Regions from separate parts of the Pan troglodytes genome. Here all the other regions are linked to region 1. The links are chromatin contacts, called in public Hi-C maps. All regions are on one chromosome and are shown on one strand. The core of a region is the stretch at or near the end of the contact, and the rest is flanking DNA. Distances in the headings are between cores, read along the strand shown. Region 1 holds the start of PEX26 (peroxisomal biogenesis factor 26). Region 2 overlaps MICAL3 (microtubule associated monooxygenase, calponin and LIM domain containing 3). Region 3 overlaps MICAL3 (microtubule associated monooxygenase, calponin and LIM domain containing 3).

Evidence for each region. Hi-C and Micro-C count contacts between places; a contact is called where the count stands out from the background.
Region 2: a contact with region 1 is called in a Hi-C map of induced pluripotent stem cells, with 2.3 times the contacts expected there. The contact joins the enhancer-like site here to the promoter of PEX26 in region 1. A contact is called at or near these places in 5 of 7 Hi-C or Micro-C datasets (blood, induced pluripotent stem cells, a lymphoblastoid cell line and 1 more), 1 of 1 datasets of contacts at active chromatin or transcription factors (stem cell-derived excitatory neurons) and 1 of 1 other capture datasets (stem cell-derived neural stem cells).
Region 3: a contact with region 1 is called in a Hi-C map of induced pluripotent stem cells, with 1.7 times the contacts expected there. The contact joins the enhancer-like site here to the promoter of PEX26 in region 1. A contact is called at or near these places in 3 of 7 Hi-C or Micro-C datasets (blood, induced pluripotent stem cells and stem cell-derived neural progenitor cells) and 1 of 1 datasets of contacts at active chromatin or transcription factors (stem cell-derived excitatory neurons).

The regions. Positions count from the first base shown.
Region 1 is chr23:20,792,798-20,795,914 of NHGRI_mPanTro3-v2.0_pri, reverse strand. It overlaps PEX26 (peroxisomal biogenesis factor 26), which reads right to left and starts at 1,599. Exons shown (of 6, transcript XM_016947301.4): 1 at 1,472-1,599; 2 at 913-1,223. The coding sequence starts at 1,142.
Region 2 is chr23:20,543,784-20,546,900 of NHGRI_mPanTro3-v2.0_pri, reverse strand. The region is part of intron 21 of MICAL3 (microtubule associated monooxygenase, calponin and LIM domain containing 3); the gene reads left to right. Among named protein-coding and RNA genes, the nearest start is that of BID, 56 kb to the right of the region's middle. Within about 2 kb of position 1,645, at least 5 of the 24 cell types and tissues checked have an H3K27ac peak or open chromatin away from gene starts, as enhancers often do. A contact at or near this core is called in induced pluripotent stem cells, where this site is marked.
Region 3 is chr23:20,617,086-20,620,202 of NHGRI_mPanTro3-v2.0_pri, reverse strand. It overlaps MICAL3 (microtubule associated monooxygenase, calponin and LIM domain containing 3), which reads left to right. Exons shown (of 32, transcript XM_016939665.4): 3 at 763-970; 4 at 2,855-2,971. Among named protein-coding and RNA genes, the nearest start is that of MICAL3, 120 kb to the left of the region's middle. Within about 2 kb of position 1,487, at least 8 of the 24 cell types and tissues checked have an H3K27ac peak or open chromatin away from gene starts, as enhancers often do. A contact at or near this core is called in induced pluripotent stem cells and stem cell-derived excitatory neurons, where this site is marked.

The sequences.
Region 1 (3,117 bases), core at 350-2,849:
AAATGGGCTTGGAGCAAGGTTTCTGGCTGAGTGGAGGTATAGACTCCACAGCTGGCTAAAAGGCACCACCTAGTAAGGTTCCTCCAGACACCCAGAAGCAAAGCCTTCTGCATTCACTGAAATGAGCTCCCACCCAGTCCCCTAAAACACAGCCAGGGCTCTCCAGATCATCCTTCTTTGCGGTCAACTTTAGCTATTCTACCTACCACCTCCCTAGCGTGGCCTAACCCAACTTTACAATGCAAAGAAATGACTCCCTCACCTGCCAGACGAGGCTGGTGGCATTAGAAAGAGCAATGCAAGCCCAAGGTTTTTTCCTCCGGATTCTTTTCTTTTTCTTCTTTTTGGTAGAGAAGAGGGCTCATTATGTTACCCAGGCTGGTCTCGAACTCCTGGGCTCAAGCAATCCTCCTGCCTCGGCCTCCCAAAGTGCTGGGATTACAGGCGTAAGCCCCAGCTCCCGGCCCTGAATTAATTCTTTAATCCAGTCCTCTAATTGGACCAGAACACTGCTCCTGCCATGACCCCCATTCCCCATCATCAGCCAAGGTCAGGAATAAACAACCTTGGGCGGGGCGGGGAGGGCGGAGGTACCTGGGAGAGGACTTTTACCACCTGCTTACTGACAGAACTTAGTACTTAATACACATTCAGCCTTCCCATCATGTCATTCTACCTTGGAACAAGGAGCAAATAATTGGCTGTGGGTTCCCCACTAAGTTTTTGTTACACGACTTCCCTTCTCTGTAGAATGGGCACACGATGAGCGACCACCCTCTCGGAGACAAACCACTGATGAAAGCCAGGTGTAAAGCTCCGTGTGGGCAATCTGGGAAGGACAGAACTCCTGAGACCTTGAGCCCCACCACAAGAGCGCCCGGAAATCGGTTCATTTCCGAGCCCAGCACGTACGTGCCCGCGGGTTCCTCTGCCACGGCGTGGTTGGCCAGACTCTGCCAGGCCCGCTCGCAGGTCTCCAGCGCCGCCCGGAAGTCCAGGTGCACCACCAGGAGGTCGGCCGCCTCCTCCAGAAGGTCCACGGCCGGCGCCCGGGCCGGGACCGCGCGCACCGGCTCGCTGCTGCGCAGGGGTCCCCCGAGCCCCCTGAGGGGGGCTGCAGAGGTCGAAGAATCGCTCTTCATAACGAGTCCGGGTCCAAGGCCCAGGTCCTCAGACGTCGGAGTGACCGCCTCCCCAGAGGCTCCGGGATATCCCGAGTTGGCCTGGGCGAAGAGGGAGAGTCCTCATCTCTTTGCCCACACCCCTTCCCGAGGTCGATTCCCCGAGAAGGAAAAGGAAGGGGCCTATCTGAGGCAAAAGCTGGGCTCGCCTGGAGGCTGGGGAAGCAGTTTACACGTCAGATTTGCAGGATTCTTGCATCCCTGGAATACCTGGCCCTAGCTTCTCCGGCCCCGCGACACGTGCAGGAACTGCCTCAGCTCCGGGCTCCTGGTTACGATCAAAGACTCACCTCGCCTCCCGGCAGCGGGCGCGGACATCTTTGCGCTCGCCCAGCCCCGCAGCCGCGCGGCGTCCCGGCGGCGCGGGGTACTCTAGGAGTTGTAGTTCCTCAGCTCTCGGCCCATCGCCTTCTGCAATGGAAGTAGGAGGCAGAGCGCGGACTACAACCCCCAGCACGCCGCGCCCCGGAAGCCGCCTCTGTGCCGTGAGAAAACAAACTGGTGCTACAGCTTCGGGGTGCGGAAGTCAAAACAAACCAAAACCGAAGCTGTCTTGTGAAATGGAGGGGTCCTCACTAACCAGTTCCAGCGGAGGCTAACGAAAGAAGTGCCAGCAATGGATGTGCAGCTACATGCACGCTTTTAATTCAGAGCTTCTGCGACGGTGGCGATCAGGGGATCTGTAATGTAATGTAATGTCAAGGCTGACGCAGAGCTGATCAAACATTTTGGCAACCTTAGTCTTGAATTGATTCACACTTTCTCCGCGTTGCCTCCGGAGTTTGCTGTAGGGGAATGAATATTGCCTGGTGAGGATGAGGGACTTAGGGTGGAAACCTTCACAAGGACCACTGAGAATATGTTGGTCCCAAGGGCAATGTTCCAAAATGAATAGTGACCCCACCGAGGCGAGGTTGGGGGCGCTGAGCATAAGGGCCTCATTTTCTCACTGCTCTCTGCCCCATCCTGAATTTGCTGTTAGAAAACAACGTTAAATGCAGATACCAATTCCACCTCCCCACTGTTGTCACTTCCGATCTGTCTTTATATTTCTCCTTATCATTTATCACCATCTACATACCAATGTCTATATTTTACTTATTTTTATTGTCTATTTCCTTCCACTATGATATAAACTCACAAAGGCAGACGTTTTTGTCTCTTTTGTTCACTGTGGGAACCTCAATGCCTTGAACAGTGCCTGTCATCTATAGGTAGTCAAAAAGTATTTGTGGAATAAATGAAGTCCTGGCTTCACTTTTATCTGGTTACAGGGTCCAAACTTCTCTTTCCTCGGAGTCTGGTGGACTTGGTTCTGCCTCAGCTTCCCATGCAGACTTTTCTGCAAGAGAACGGAAATCCCAGAAGATGGATGTGTGCATGTCTGGTGACAAGGGCAGGGGATGTATGATGTGAGCAGGTGCCTGTTTAATCTAATTTCTAGGAGAGCAAAGATTCTAGGGAAGCTTTGGAGTGAATTCAAAGGGTAGAGAACTGGGGAGAAACTAAAGCCAAGAGGATCTAGTACAAATGTGGGAAGCTTGGCAAAGCCCGGGTGAAACAGAATATAATAATAAGTGTGATTTGTGGATCTGTTTAAAATTATTATTATAGTTACAATTTACCAAATACTCTGTTCCCAGTACTTTACTATAAAGTGCATTATGTACGGTATGGTTTTGTTTTTCACAATGTCCTTATCTTACATTGTGTAACTTGCTCATGGAATGACTGTGTATCCCCTGAATAGCAAACATACTTAGTTCTGTCCCTGCAGAGCAGAGTAGAGCTCAATACACATCTTTGAACCAAAAGAGCCTCGGTTTGACTGAGATTTTGTCGCTTACTAGTTGTGTGACCTCGGCAATTTATTTAAATAAGCTCTGATTTCCTCACCTGTAAAATTGGGATAACAGTTTGTCCTTAGCTCCCAATG
Region 2 (3,117 bases), core at 396-2,895, 250 kb after region 1:
CCGAACTCTGCCCTGTCCCCCAAAGTGATCTGTTTCATGCGTGAGTGTAAGAGGTTTCTGGGGCTGACGTCACACGGACGTGCCTCCTGCACAGCCCAGGGACCACCCCTCCTAACATAAGACATGGGGGGCAGAGGGGAGGACACCGTAGCGTTGAGCAGGCGGTTGGCAGTGGAAGTAATGTCCCTTGTGCACATTGGTTTAGAAATTGGAAGTGGAAGGCAGAGAGCCAGTCCAAGGACTCATCCAAGTTAGGCCACTCCTACTTGTCTCCACCTCGTTTTCTCTTTTTGCCCTGTAGTTTCAGTTGAAAAAATTAATAAGGAAAGGGAATTTAGCTTTCTAGAGGATTCCCCGATCCTAGTCTAGGGTTTCGGAGGTGACTATGAGCTTAGTGCCCACTGGATGGGGCTCAGTTGATGGCACGCAGGGCAGCGTTTTGGGGACAGTGTCCTGAAGGGATACTCAGGCCCAGGGGCCAGCCACTCTGGCTGGTTCTGAAATAGTCTCTTGCCTTGGACTTGAGATTTTTCAATTCTGCCCCTATCTCTGGCTGTGTGTGGCCTCAAGTGATGAGGAGGGACTTGCTGGGCCTGTGCAGGAGAGAAGGCCATTCTTTCTCTGCTCCAGCAGCGCAGAAGTCTGGGGGGTGGTGAAGATGGAGCCAGGGCAGGTGGAGATCTGAGTCCCCAAAAGATAGATGTGGAGTGAGCAGGAAGGACATGACCTTTAATTTCTGAGCACCAGTGACTCCCTGCAGCGGTCAGAGGAGCGGTTGAGTTCTCAGTGACCCCAGGCCCCGCAGAGCTGGCACTGTGCTCATCTCTGCTTCTCCTGGCACCTGTGTGCTTGCTGCCCAGTCCCATCCGGGGGTCTGTTTTCTCTGGCACACAGGGCTGAGCCCTTGCCTGACAGGGCTCATGTTCCTGATCCAGTCCCCCGGGAGCTGTGCAGCTCCAGGATGTTGGCCCCAGTGAGGTGGGTTGGCAGAAGGAACCGCACCCTTGGGCGTCTGCCAGAACAGCTGGCGTCAGGGACTTCCTCGGGCTCCCTGAGGACCTGCTCTCCCAGTTCTCTACTCTTCCCTCCGAGGCAGAGGCTGGGCAGGACCCACAGGCAGCCCTTAGTGACCCGCACTCCACACCCTGTCCGCCGTAGGAGAAATGGGGTCTGTGAATCTGGGCTCTCCCTCCATGCTGCCGTGTCTGCAGAGCCAGGTGCCGGCGTGGCCTCTGCTAGCCAGCGGAGTGAGCATGCACAGCTGGTCCAGGGCACGGTGTTTTGTCTGCACTGTTCCAGACATCGTCACCTCCATCTGATGATGGTCACTCGGCAGCTTTGAGCCCTGGCACAGCTTAGGGTCGAAGCACGTTCCCTTTTCAGGAGAGTTGAGCCGAGCTTTCCTTCACGCAGACTTAATTTCCTGGACTTAGTGCTAACGTCGAGACCAAACCTGTAGGAAAAGAGCTTTAACTACACAAACACATACTGACAGATTCAGCCAAACTCCGAGAGTCCCGGACCGGAGCCTGTGTCCCTAGCGCAGGTGTGTCTGTTGGGCAGCCGACGGTGCCTGTGCAGGCAGTGGCTGGACGCTACTACTCCCTTCTCTTCCCTCCCTGCTTGATCGCGCTGTGGGATTCCTGATGCTGTGTGGGTCTCTGGCTCCCCCTGCCGTAGAAGGGGAGTACTGCCCCTGGGACACAGAACTGCAAGGCCAGTGGCGCCAGGTACCTCCCACAGGAAGAAGATTTGAGGACATTTAAAGGTACCCACTTTACCCCGTGCCCACCTTCTACCCCAGCTCCCTGGCAGCCATCCAAAATTTGCCTCCAAGAGCATGTCTCACAGACAGAGGTCTGTGTTTTATGGAACTGTGCTGACGGGCTCTGCACACATCTCACTGGGCTACTCTCCCTGGTCCCAGCCTGCCCAGACAGTCAGGCGCAAAGTAACATGTGAGTCAGAAGAGGTTCTGGAGGAAGTTGGAGAAGGCTCCAGAAGTGGCCTCATGGAATGTGGCCCCATCTATGCCGCATATGTTTTGCTGCAAGCTCATATCCAGCCGAGACTTGGCTCCTTCTCTGATGCAGGAAACCTATCGCCAGCGCAGGTGCCTTTAATGTTTCTCTGAGAAAGGAGGAAATGCTGGCTTGTGCTGTCGATAAGTCCCCAAGGCTGCATGTATTAGCAGGAAGCACAGCAGGACTCTGAGAGAAGAATGCGTCTCTTCTCTTTGTTGCTGAGAAGGTAGAGAGAGGCCCTGCACTCTTTGACTTACCTTCCTCAGTCCTGTGCATCCAGGCTGTTAGGTGACTCTGCTGTGACTTAGTCCCACCCAGCACCATAAAGAAAGGCAAATTGACGGCCGGGTGCAGTGGCTCATGCCTGTAATCCCAGCACTTTGGGAGGCCGAGGCGTGTGGATCACCTGAGATCGGGAGTTTGAGACCAGTCTGACCAACACGGAGAAACCCTGTCTCTACTAAAAAATACAAAAAATTAGTCGGACATGGTGGCACATGCCTGTAATCCCAGCTACTTGGGAGGCTGAGGCAGGAGAATTGCTTGAACCTGGGAGGCGGAGGTTGCGGTGAGCTGAGATCGTGCCATTGCACTCTAGCCTGGGCAACAAGAGCGACACTTCGTCTCAAAAAAAAAAAAAAAAGGCAAATTCACCTCAGAAAAAAGTCCACAAATCTATAGAGACCAGCAACATCTATAGAGACCAGCAACTCCAACAAGGGGCTAATACCCCACATACGGCTTGCAGGGCCAGCAACAAATCTATAGAGACTAGCAGCTCCAACAACGGGCTGATACCCCACATACGGCAGAGCACAGGGCCAGCATCACACTGGGTGGTCTTGCTGGTCCTTTCTGCCCGTTTCACATTCCCTGTTGCTTGAAGAGGCTGTCATAGTGACTGAAGCCAAGGCCAGATTGTCTGGTTAGACTCAGAGGAGGCATGTCACCCATTCCCAGATGGAAGCTGGCTCCTGGCAGGAACACGAATCCTTCAGATCAGGTGGCACCTGCTGAACAGCCACCTTCCCTTCCCAGTTGCTGGCTGTCCCTTTATCTTAACCCAACTATGTGGCACGGTCCAAGCACTAAG
Region 3 (3,117 bases), core at 238-2,737, 180 kb after region 1:
AAAATTCAAGAACTGTAAAGGCATGAGTTTCATGAGTGAGTACTGAGGCATGACTTTCATGAGTGAGTACTGGACTCCACTAAGAACAAAACAAAAACAAAGCCAAAAGCATTGCACATTTTCCTTCCGCACACACAGAGCAAACTACTTAAGATATGTGTCCAGTCTCCTGCTCAGTACTTCTCTGGAGTGTGGATTTTCGAGATCATGTTCCTGGACGTTCAGTCTAGAAATGGGGATTTTGGAACTCTTATCAGCACACAAAACTTTGGCTCTTGAAAATTGCTTCCCGGGAATCATGTGTGTGGTAGACTCATTCCAGGAGGCTTGAGATTGCCTGGAGTGTGTATGTAGTACTGTGTATCTCTTTGGACAGAAATCTGCCTGACCTAGAAACCTTCGAAATGGTCCTCTCCTGTTGATGTAAGATTGTATTTGATTGTCATATCGTTTGTTGAGATGATGGCCACTTAAATATGCTGCAGATCAAGGGCCTTCCAGGCTGTCCAAGGTGAACAGGTGCCGAGCTTGTGTCTAGCACTGATGGTTCTGTCTTCTCCATTCATGGTGGTGATCACTAGCTCTTCTCTTAAGCCATGGCAGGTGCTCTGCTGTGACCCACGTAGGTGTGAAGGTTTCTTGGCAGTGGGGAGAATAGCCCTATTTCGGGGCTTTAGGGAGTGATGATCATACAATCATGAGACTTCTTGAGAATTGTTTGTTGGAAGTGCCGCCTGCCCTGAAAGCAGCTGTGTTTTTCAGTGTCTCATCATTGGGGCTGGCCCCTGTGGTCTCCGTACAGCCATCGACTTATCCTTACTGGGGGCCAAGGTGGTTGTTATTGAGAAACGAGATGCCTTCTCCCGCAACAACGTCTTGCATCTCTGGCCATTCACCATACATGATCTACGAGGTCTGGGTGCCAAGAAGTTCTATGGCAAGTTCTGTGCTGGAGCCATCGACCATATCAGTAAGTAAAACTAGCTTTCCTGTAAGATTCCACCCTACCCCTTGCACGCTTGTTCAGTAGAAAGAGACAGGCAGATTAGCTGAGGAATTCATATGCCACCCAATTTCTTCTAATCTCATTACTGTCTTTCTTGTAGTAAGTGCACTCATCTTGAAGTAAAAACACCTGCTATGCGGTGGTTCTATAATTTAGGACTCTTAAATGTGAGTGTATTGATAACCTGTGAAATGTGGGGTTTGGCTTGAGGATTTCTGTTAGGTCTTGGACTCTTCCTGAGCTCTTGCAGTTTGTGGGATGGGCACTGGGGCAGGCACTGGGGAAACGATGACCAGTTTGGGCCCAGACCCTCTGGTGGTCCTTCTTGCAGTGGCAGAAGTACACAGGCATGCAGCTGTCTGTGCTGTGACCTGATACATTCTCTACTAATGTAAGAACAAAGTGCTGTGGGGACACAGTCCTGGGGGGAGCCACACTTGCAGGAGGCGCAGAGCCCTGGCCTGGCCGTTAATGGCAAGGGGATAACGGCATTCCTCTGGTCAGGTGGTTCTTGTGCGGTCTGCAAGCTCTTGCTGTTCTTTTGTCACCTCTAAGCTCAGCCCGGGCCTTTGCTTTTCTGAGATCCTACCGGGTATGAATACAAGTTAATGCAATCAGCGGTGTTTGACTGTAAGTGGCCAGAAAAGCAATTCAGAACAGGCAGTGTGCGTTATGAAACTGAAAGCTTTTTATTGATTATCATTAATGCTTTCAGGAAAGCTTCATCGAGGAGCCTTTGTTCTGAGCTTCTCCAGATGTGTCCTGTAAACACAGTCAGTCATGGAACCTTTTGCTGTTTGCAGCAGCTGTGCCAATTTATCAGACGCTGGCTGGCAGTGACCACATTCCACTGGCAGAGGAAGCACTCTGCCCATCTGCTGGCTATAGTTTGTAAAGCATCTTGGGACCCACAGTTCTCTGCGAAAATACTGTGCTAGCGCAGAGCTTAACAAGTCTTTGGGAATGGGACTCAGAAGGGTGGTGGCTGTGGTAAACTGGGGAGAACAACCAAGATGACGTGAGGAGGATTTGCATTGCTCCTGGCACGTTAGTCACAGGCTCCAGTTAAGTTTGGTCTTAAGAGAGAACCAAGGGTCATTAACTCAGTGGATTTGTCTGCCTTAATTGTGGCAAGATTCATCTTAGGGTTGAGAGGGTCTTCTACCAGGGCCTAGATCTTTATCTCTGCACCTTAAGTCGCTGCCATGCCTGGTGCCTGCAGGTGCTCATGGACGTCGAATAAATCAATCAGTCTCACTATGAAAATAAGCAAGATTGTCAGTCATTCTGGCCTCAGTTTCCACAGCTATAGACCAGGAATAGGAGGGGGAATGGTAGGAGGATCTAGTTGGATTGCGATTTCCCTTCCTTGCCTTATAAGAATGTGTGATGATCAACCAGGGAATGGGCTGAAAGACACCTGTGGGCGGGGAGGTCATGCGGCAGCTCTGCATCTGACCGTGGGCTGCACCCTGTGGGTGCACATCTGCCTCCTAGCAGGATTGGAGATGCTGCCAATATGGCAGCCCCAAATTGGGAAGATGGAAAGGAACCTCCTGTAGGCCACAGTCCCATGTTGTCTCCGAGCTTTTGGTTGTTTAAAACACTGAACCCGAGAGGTGGGAGTGTCCTGTGTGTTGCTCTAGAACAGCTCTTCCGCTGGGTTATATTTGCCTTTAAGAAAGGAAGAAGTTACAGAGCGTGGCTTTGGAAGGTCTCCTGCTACAGCAGGCTTTGGGAATCTGAATGAAGGGGGCGTAGGTGGCGGGGTGGGAGCCTGAGCCGCGACACGGATGGGTACCCCCTTCTCCATGTGTTCCCATCAACGTCATCTCCGTATTCTCCCAGGTATCCGTCAGCTCCAACTAATACTTTTGAAAGTAGCCTTGATCCTAGGCATTGAAATCCACGTCAATGTGGAATTCCAAGGACTTATACAGCCTCCTGAGGACCAAGAGAATGAACGTAAGTTATACTGGAGGAGTGAAGAAGGCGTGAGAGGGTGTTGATGGGTGAGGAAGATGAGATTGAGGGAGCAAACCAAAGGCTCCTGAGGGCTGCTTCCAGAGCTAGCCAAAGCCTGTGCCTTTGGGGACTTGGCCTGGATGCAG